Linked DNA regions of Mus musculus: region 1 is linked to region 2. A link is a contact called in public HiChIP or PLAC-seq data. All regions are on one chromosome and are shown on one strand. Each heading gives the region's core, a stretch centred on a gene start, on an enhancer-like site or on the middle of the called end of the contact. The rest is flanking DNA. Distances are from core to core; before and after follow the strand shown. Region 1 overlaps Fmnl2 (formin-like 2). Region 2 overlaps Fmnl2 (formin-like 2).

The links. HiChIP or PLAC-seq counts read pairs in DNA pulled down with a chosen protein or histone mark.
Region 1: a CTCF HiChIP or PLAC-seq map of the NIH/3T3 cell line shows a contact between it and region 2, with 17 read pairs. The contact joins two enhancer-like sites. A contact is called at or near these places in 1 of 39 promoter capture datasets (neural stem cells), 1 of 15 datasets of contacts at CTCF or cohesin (the NIH/3T3 cell line), 16 of 484 Hi-C or Micro-C datasets (the AML12 cell line, Kupffer cells, adipose-derived mesenchymal stem cells and 10 more) and 10 of 115 datasets of contacts at active chromatin or transcription factors (the NIH/3T3 cell line, bone marrow-derived dendritic cells, bone marrow-derived macrophages and 7 more).

What each region holds. Positions count from the first base shown.
Region 1 is chr2:52,952,056-52,956,609 of GRCm38.p6, reverse strand. All of the region lies in intron 1 of Fmnl2 (formin-like 2), which reads right to left. Among named protein-coding and RNA genes, the nearest start is that of Gm52511, 54 kb to the left of the region's middle. Within about 2 kb of position 1,364, at least 188 of the 459 cell types and tissues checked have an H3K27ac peak or open chromatin away from gene starts, as enhancers often do. A contact at or near this core is called in Kupffer cells, the NIH/3T3 cell line, a colorectal cancer cell line and 2 more, where this site is marked.
Region 2 is chr2:52,870,598-52,874,797 of GRCm38.p6, reverse strand. The region is part of intron 1 of Fmnl2 (formin-like 2); the gene reads right to left. Among named protein-coding and RNA genes, the nearest start is that of Fmnl2, 15 kb to the right of the region's middle. Within about 2 kb of position 1,302, at least 52 of the 459 cell types and tissues checked have an H3K27ac peak or open chromatin away from gene starts, as enhancers often do. A contact at or near this core is called in Kupffer cells, the NIH/3T3 cell line, a colorectal cancer cell line and 2 more, where this site is marked.

The DNA.
Region 1 (4,554 bases), core at 115-2,614, 82 kb before region 2:
AGGAAGGAAGGAAGGAAGGGGAGAGGGAAAGAGAAAGAGGAGAGAAAGAAAGAAAGAGAGAGAGAAAGAAAGAAAGAGGAAGGAAGTAGAGAGAGAGAAAGAGAGAAAAGAAAGAAAGAGAGGGAGGGGGGAGAAAGGAAGGAGAGAGGGAAAGAGAAAGAGAGAAAGAGAGAGAGAGAGAGAGAAAGAAAGAAAGAAAGAAAGAAAGAAAGAAAGAAAGAAAGAAAGAAAGAAAGAAAGAAAGAGAGAGAGGAGAATATGATACATTCAGGACTCCCAGCAAGGTGCAAGTGGATCTGTACAAAAACTCTGCATCTTGGGATTCAGTGAGACTTCTGGGCAGATGCTTCCTAAGTACACAGGGACTCAGTGACAGTAGCTCGTCACTCAAGTGGCTATGTCAGAAAAGAACGAAAGTGACTGTGGTGCCTCCAGACATCAGGAAAGGTCATGATGTTGGAGACTGAAATCTTGCCTCCGGCCTTGGAGGGCCCAAGGAACCGTATCAACGGCATCACACCCTCATTTATATCCTCATACACAGGAGCAGCAGGACACACTGACTCACACACATGCTTGCTCAACTCTCCAGTGTTCATCAGATTTCAATTCCATCAGAACAGACTAAGAAGACGTCTGCGAAAGTCTGCTGGTAACTTACGGGGCCATTTACCTCCACGGAACCAGAATTTACCTAGGCGGGCAAAACTCTTCCTTCTGTGCTGGCTCAACACTTCCCATCAGGATGAGGGAAAGCAGAGATCTCTCTTGCTCCCTGGAGGCTACCCTGGAATGAGTTGACCCTCAAAGGCACCATCTCCACAGCTCTTAAGGAAAGCAGTCCAAAGAAGAAAGTTTTAATGATGGAATTAAGTCCGGTAGAAAACAAGTGAGAAAAACCACGATGGGGTAAAGTACCCTCAAATCCATGTCTACTCAACCCAAATATAACACTGGCCCTGGGGGTAGGCAGGTGGGGTCTAGACAGCTCTCTCCTTCACATCTCATATTCCTGTAGATATTTATCAAATTTCTCCCTTCTAAATCTTCAGTTTGTTTGAGCCCTCCTACAACATATAAACATATTCTTCCATGACAGTAAGAAGGGACATTTTTCAGCTGCATGTTGCCCCTTGCCTTTTACTCTGCTCTCTCTAGTTCGCCAACCAAGCGATCTTCCAGAATACAATGTGCACATAGTTCCTAGCCCGTCACTCTGAAACTCACTGGCTGGCTGCCTTCTGCTTTTTCCAAACCACTGAGAACTGCCCCCTCCCCCCACGGGTGATCTCAGTGTCTAGCCCAGAGCCTGGCTCAAAGCAGGCTGAGTCAGCACTGAGTAAAAGCACACAAGGCCACACCCTGAGCATGAATGAACTTCCTCTGCTTAGAAAACACGTAGTCCCGTGCTCCCTGTGACAGCGCTGCTCGCTGCTGCTCTTCCCATGGGTTCAACTCTCCACCCTCTGCTGACATGCACAACATAAAATCAACACAGTCAGTTACCTCTTTGCTAAAGGCCATTGTTAGAGTTGAGATCTTTAGTGTCCCCAAAGGCCCATGTGCTAAAGGTTTACTTGCCAAACTGTGGTACGACTGGGAGATGATGGAACCCCACCAGGAGGTGGGCTTAATAGGAGGAAATTAGGTGACCAGAAGGGTGCACTTGAAGGTAATATTCAGACCCTGAGCCCTGTTGACTCATTTTGCTTCCTGGCCACCACGAGGTGAATAGTTTTTCTGTTTCCTGCCATGATGTTCTGCCTTACAACAGACCCCAAAACAAAGGCCAGGAAAGACAGACGCCTCCGAAGCAATGAGCTTAATTAATCTTTCCTTCTATTAAGTTTCCTCTGAAACTTTGTCATGGCAACAGAAGGCTGACTAACACAGCCAATATACCCAAAACCATATTAGACATAGGAAAAGCACATGATATTATCATCATCCTGGTCCACAGATCATTGTTTGTGTGCTTCTCATTCCAGTGACTATCACCACCATCATGGTGGCCCACAAAAGAAACCCGAGGGTGGCCTCTGCTTCAGTTCTCACGGCTAAAAAAAAATACCATCTGTAAGTAGCTCTTGACAGACCCACTTTCCATATCATTTTTGTCACTGCCTTGTTCAAGACATGAGCAGACTACGTAGCACTGGCCTTTAAACTTATAATCCTCCTGAATCAGACATGAGTGCCAGGATGCATGTCTCCATCTGTTCATAAGATTAATTCTCAACTGAAACAGTTGCTTCCTTCCCGCTGTCTATTCTAACGGAAGCCTAGGAGACCACTCTCAAGGACCAGAAAGTTCCCTAAGGGTGATGAGCCCTCAGAGGAGTAGTGGCATGTTGTCGAACCCCAGACCTACTAGATAACAATCCCTTCCAGCAAGGCCCAAGCAACTTGAAGGTTTTTGTTGTCAGTTGTTTTTATTTTAGGGGCTGGGGGAAATGACCACTGCTGTTTTTGATTGTGACAGGTTCTGGCTGTATAATGCAAACTCAGGGACCTCCTGCCACAGTCTTTTCAGTGTGGGGACAGCATGTGGGGACAGCAGGCATGCATCACTGCCCCAGCTTCTCAGTTCATATCCTAGCAAGCCCTCCAGATGATAGAGGTGCACAATGAAGTTAGAGAACCAAGACTCTGCTCACATCCCAGCCAGCTCAAAGTCTTCACTGATGTGTCACTGACCCTACAACCAAGTTGTAGTTCCAAGATGCCATTTACTGATCGCAGCAAGGATTCTAAGGAGAGCCTAACAAACGGAACTGATACTGGGTCAGCCTCGGGGTGGGCTCTGGAAAAGGTACTGATGGTAGGATACCAAATCAGCGCCTGAGATGAAAACTGGCTCACTGGGTAAACTGATGATCCCGAGGAGGCAAAACAGGCAGGCAAAGGAAACTTTCTTCCTTTCCTTTCCTTTCAGGTTCCAAAACTGTATCCAGCCCTTACCCTACAATTCCATCCCCCTTTGCCAAAGGCAGAAGATCCTCCACAACAGATATTTAACACGCAAATCCCCAGCTACAAAGTAATAAAATAAAAGCACCCCAGGAAACCAAGTGACAGCTCCTTTCTCCATGGATGTCTAGACCTATATATCTCATGCACTTGCAACTGGCCTGCCAGGTTCCTCAGTCATTTGCTGAAGCAGATCTCCTCTAACTGCACGGCCACAGCCCTCACTATCTACTAAACTCAGTTACAATCACACATCTGCTTAGAAACCTATCACTAGCATGTGATAAATCTTAGCACTCTATAGAGCTCCCCTAGTTAAGCATGCTATGTGTGCAAATATTCTCTTCCAGCTACAGCACAGAACTCAACGGTATTGAGACTCTGGTACCCGTGCAATAGTTTAACTTCTCATGGACCGAAGTGCTTTCTAAGCAGCTTTGCTTTCAGAGTAAGTGGGTCAAAGAAACGGACAACCAATCTGACTCCAACTCTAACATCTCATGGCTCACCATCTCATTCAGTGGTCTACAGTTATTAGACAGTCTATGGTGTTGCTAATTAAAACACCAGCCTGAGATACTGTTCAAGGCCAAGACCAGGTTGGGCTATATAAACAATCAAACAAGAAAGCTCTAGGCTCCAGGCTCATACTTCCAAATACTCACCAAGAGACCTTTGCCTTCTTACACCTCCCGAGTTACAAATGTCAGTGTGAAGGAAGTTTTGCTTTGATTCCTACCATTTTATGCAAGTTGAAAAGTCTATGTTATGCACGCTGACAAGATTTAGCAGTATTTCAGGAACAAATAAGAATTTAAAAATCTTTTGATAGCAAGGTTCCTCTTAACTAACATTCTCCTAATTGCACCTGCTTTGTTGCGGTGTGAAAAGTTATGAACACACACGCAAGAAAATATTGTCAGTTTGCCTGTTCTCTGATCGGCAAGGACACACAGCCCCTATAAGAACACATTCTTTGTGGACTCTTTCTATTTTACTTTGTAACCACAGTCAACCTTTGTAAACCACAAGATACACATCTAGGAGGACTTCTGAAACAACTCATCCCTCAAGAATGAGTCCTGTGGCGACACCTCAATTCCACCTTCCAAGAAAATACAATTTTTCCTCCAAGGCTTTCCTCCGACAGATTCCTGATGCACGAGATAGAGTGAGGCACTCTGTACCCTGCCCTCATCAGCAGCCCTTGGGCAAGAAGCAGGATGAGATAACAGTTATGGCCAGAAGGATAACCAAGGTCTGACTCAAGCACAAAGTCACAGCATGTTCCCTTACCACATTTCTCTCGAGCGTCACAAAAGCACCAAAGCCCCAACTCTAACTTTAGATTATGGCTGGCTGGTGGACCTTTTAAGTTGACACACTCTCTGTATCTTATCTTAGATATGCACAGCAGAAAGGGCCACATGGCTGATTAAACCAGCCCCAGACCCAGTTCAAAGCCAGAACTGGATTATATGAGACCCTGTCTCAATAAATAAGTAAAACAGAAAACTCCAGGCTCGTCCTTCCAAAGAATCAGGAGAGCCTTGCCCTTTGAACACCTGACCTTTACATAAGGTC
Region 2 (4,200 bases), core at 53-2,552:
TGGGCAGCTCACAACTGCCTACATAATTTCAGCTCCAGGAGATCCAACAACTACTTCTGGGATTCCATGGGGGCTTTTACTCATGTATAACAAAGCCACAAAACAACACAAACATATACACATAACTAAAAAATAAAATAAACCTTTAACGGGCAAATTGACAAGTCCGGAATCCTCAAATGAGTCTGGACTCTAAATGATGTACAGCCCAGTCATTCCAAAAGTGTGATTCAAAAATCACTGACCTGGGGCTAGCCACATGTATCACATAAACACATCTCAGATGGAATACGATAGCAGGCCTATAAATCCAGAAACTAAGTTATCTCTGACATGTGTGCACAGGAATGGCATATGGCAGCTTTGAATAGTTTACTCCCAAAGAGAATGAGGAAGAGAGAGATGAGACCTGGGAGGGTGAGTGTGCCTGTATCATTTCAGTTCTCTTAGTGTGTGGTATTTTACCCTACACCTCTGTCCTGTTGTCATATACCATTCAAACTACTCCCATTAGCAGATACAGTGACATCCTCAGCTACAAGGCAAGTTGAAGCCAACCTGGGCTACATGGAAAAAGAAAAAAGAAGGAAGAAACTAAAATCTTTCCAGTAGGATTACTTTTTGGAAGTGAAGGCATACTTCAGAGTACACATGAACAGCTCTTAAATCACTAAAGAGCACAAAGGGAGATTTCTTCATAAAAATAACAGTCCACATATAACAGTGTGAGAAATGATGATTATTACAAAGATCTGTTCAAACAGAACGAAGAACGCCTGCAAGAAATAGATGAAAAGGCGAGAGACGGAGGGGCAGATTTTCCTTCCAGCGCTCACCCCACACATCTGCTTCTCTTTGAGACTGATGTGAATTTCTTTCCAGAGCAGTGACACGGAGCACAGAGCAGAGAGACCCACAAGGAATCTCAGTTGTCAGAGGAGAACAACCCAAAGCTGAAAAGATCACTCCTAAGATGGGGGGCAGGGGAGGAAGGCAGGCTCCGGAATGCTAACACTGGGGTCTTTTCTATAGTACAAGGTGATATCTATAAGGGGGGGTCCTCATGGATCAAAGCAGAGTATTCTTAGGTGAGATTCTCAGCAGAGTATTCTTAGGAGAGATCACCATTTAGCTCCCAAAGCTGTTTCTGCTGGGGGGGGGGGGGGGGCGCAAAAAAAAATCCCAAGTGTTTGTGGTGCCGCCGATTCATTTATAATTCTCTTTGTTCAGTCTTGGCAGCCGCCCTCCTGAGCATTAGGGTGAAGTCTAGCACCCCGCCAAAAATACCAGCATTGCGACTGATGTGTGATTCAAAAAAGCTGTCAAAATGAGCACTCCAAAAGGAATGAGTCACAGGCCGGGCCGGGCAGGCTAATATTTTTGTAGCATATTATAATCCTTTTCATCTGGACTGTCTTGGGGAGGGGGTACGTCCTTTCATGTAATTCTAAGCTAAGTGCTTCAATAAGTGTGTAAGGGGCGTGACAGAATGGGTTCATACCTTCATTACGGAAATGCAAAACTTAAAGTTACACACACACACACACACACATTAAGCCCATGCAACTTTAAAATTTTAAACTTAAATTCAAAAATTTTTTAAATTTTAAAACCCTCAAGGATCTGAAAACACAGCAATTGGTATCCAGTACTCTAAAGATGCTATCAAATAGTCTTTTATCTCACTCACTCAAAAACAAAACAAAAACCCTTCGGGCAGAAATAGCATTTATCAGATAAGAAAAAGTGAGCATGTTCCTCACCTAAGGGAATGAGGAGTGCACCTTCAGAAATTTCTAGACTACGTTCTAGATGTTGGTGGTGCTTCCATTTGACCTGAGTCAATTGCCTTTGTTTTTCAAGCCTAGCTCTGCCTGATTCAGCGAGATTGGTCAGTCAGATACTATTCCAAACAGATTACTAGAGGACATTCTGAGGAACACATGACACAAAGCGACCAGGAAACTGCAATTCGAAGGGTTTTCCTTCTTTGCTTCCTAGAGCAAGTCCAGAAGGTCATGTAGACACAAGTCACACGATTAGGGGTGGGGGGTGGGGTGGGGAACTACTGGAATGCAGAAAAAATAAAAAATACAAATGACTCCATCCATCTCAAAATGGAGCTGGAGCCAAACAAGAGCTCAGCACTGCAGTCTCCTCCAGTCTCAGACTTGTATGTTTCTGCATGCGAGCCGGGTGCAGACAGTCAGACTTGTATGTTTTTGCATGTGAGCTGGGTGCACACAGTCAGTCCAGAGCCTTACTGTTCCAATAACAGTAGTCCTGAACTGAAATAGACACAGCAAAATTCCTGGCACTCTTTCCAATGGCACAAAATACATGGAGTCAAGATAAAACATGGAATTTTTAAAGAGGCTACACGCATACAATGTATATGTATGTATGTATGTATGTATGTATATGTATGTATATATACACATACACACACACATATATATATACCACAGTTCTAGACATATTTTAGTTTTGTTTGGGGGTTTGCTTTTCTTCTTCCTTTTTTTGTTTTCTTTTTTCTTTTCTTTCTTTTCTTTTTCTTTTTTTTCTTTTTTTTTTTTTTCAGTTTTGGTTTTTGATGCCAAGGTCTTATGAATCCTAGGCCAGCATCAATCTCACAATCAACTTCCAATGCCCTGCCTCTTCAGCGCTACTTCCTGAGGGCTAAAGTTACAGGTATACACCACCATGCCTGGTTTATGAGGTGTTAAGAATCAAACTCAAGTCTGTCTACATTTGGGCAAGCCCACTGCCACATGAACTATATCACACGTTCTAAAAAGCCCTGTCTTACAAGTTCAGTTAAAAACCCTTGGAAGGCTAATACCCGATCCAGAATTCTTACAAGTAGCCTTTGTTAATACTACAAGCTCTCTAGCAGAGTGAGTGTGACCACTTACCTCCTTCTGACACTTGTCACCTACAGGACTGAGATCTCACCCAGTCAATCACAATCTCTGGCCCAAGCTCCTCCAGTGTCCGTGGTGTGAGCACACACTTAAAGCTTTAAATATTCAGATACAGAGCAAAACTCACCTCACACACTGAAGATTTCAACCAAATCAGTTGTGAACACTCATTAGCTTACACCTAAAGTGTTGGGAATCTTTAACATGAGCGTGTCATTTTGTAGTGTGCACCGCACTCATAGCATCTCCATATGAATCCCACCATCTCCACATCCACACCTGTTCCATTACCAGCTACCCACCTGAAGTAGAGAGGATCTTTAAGTCACTTAATATCCCTGTGTATTTTTACTTACTTAAATTTCTGTGTGTGAGTGTTCTGTCTGTATGTATTCATGTGTACCCCATTTATGCCTGGTGCCCATGGAAGCCAGAAGAGAGCAAGAGATTACCCCAGAAGCAGAGTCCGTGATGGTTGTGAGCCATTACGTGGGTGCTGGGAATCAAATCCAGGTCCTCTGGAAGAGCAGTCAGAGCCCTTAACCACTAAGGTATCCCTCCTGGTCCTCCCTGCATCTTAGTAATTTCTTATTTGTAGAATGTGCTTTTTAAAAAAATAACAATTCCCAACATAAGACCAACTAATACTAAACAATAAGAGTTGTTTTCCCACAAGGAAGTTCAAGTCTGTGGGTTATCACTGGAGGTTGAGCCAAAGGCTTGCTACACAGCCCACAAGCGAACAAACACAGCCATTTAACCAGGGACAAAAACAAGGTTCTGAGACAGTTGTCTGAGAGAGCCTGCAGAATGCCTCGGAGGACAACTGTTGCTGGAAAGAAAGCTGATTTGAGCACAAGTTTTCCAGCCTCTTACTATTTGAACAGTGGGCTGTGGCCCATTCATCCGGTTCTTATTTTATCTTTAATTATTTATAGAGGACATATAGTTACCATCGCTTCAGGACATACAACAAGATAAACAGAGGCTGAAAAGATGCTGAACCATCATAGGGAGTCTGATTTCCTGTTAAGCATTGTTACATTGTTGTTCCGTATAATCTTTGTGATTAGAAGGCAACACCGTACCTTGAGAGCAGAGCTTTCTATGTAAAAGTGTGTCCAAATTTTCCACCCATATTCCTCAGTCACAGGTGAGGCCCAGGCTCTACAGCTGAGTGTCAGGGCTTCTCTGGCATACATACATACATGTATGCATGCATACATACATACATACATACATACATATACTTTCTCTTAAAGCCTCTCCTTTAGCC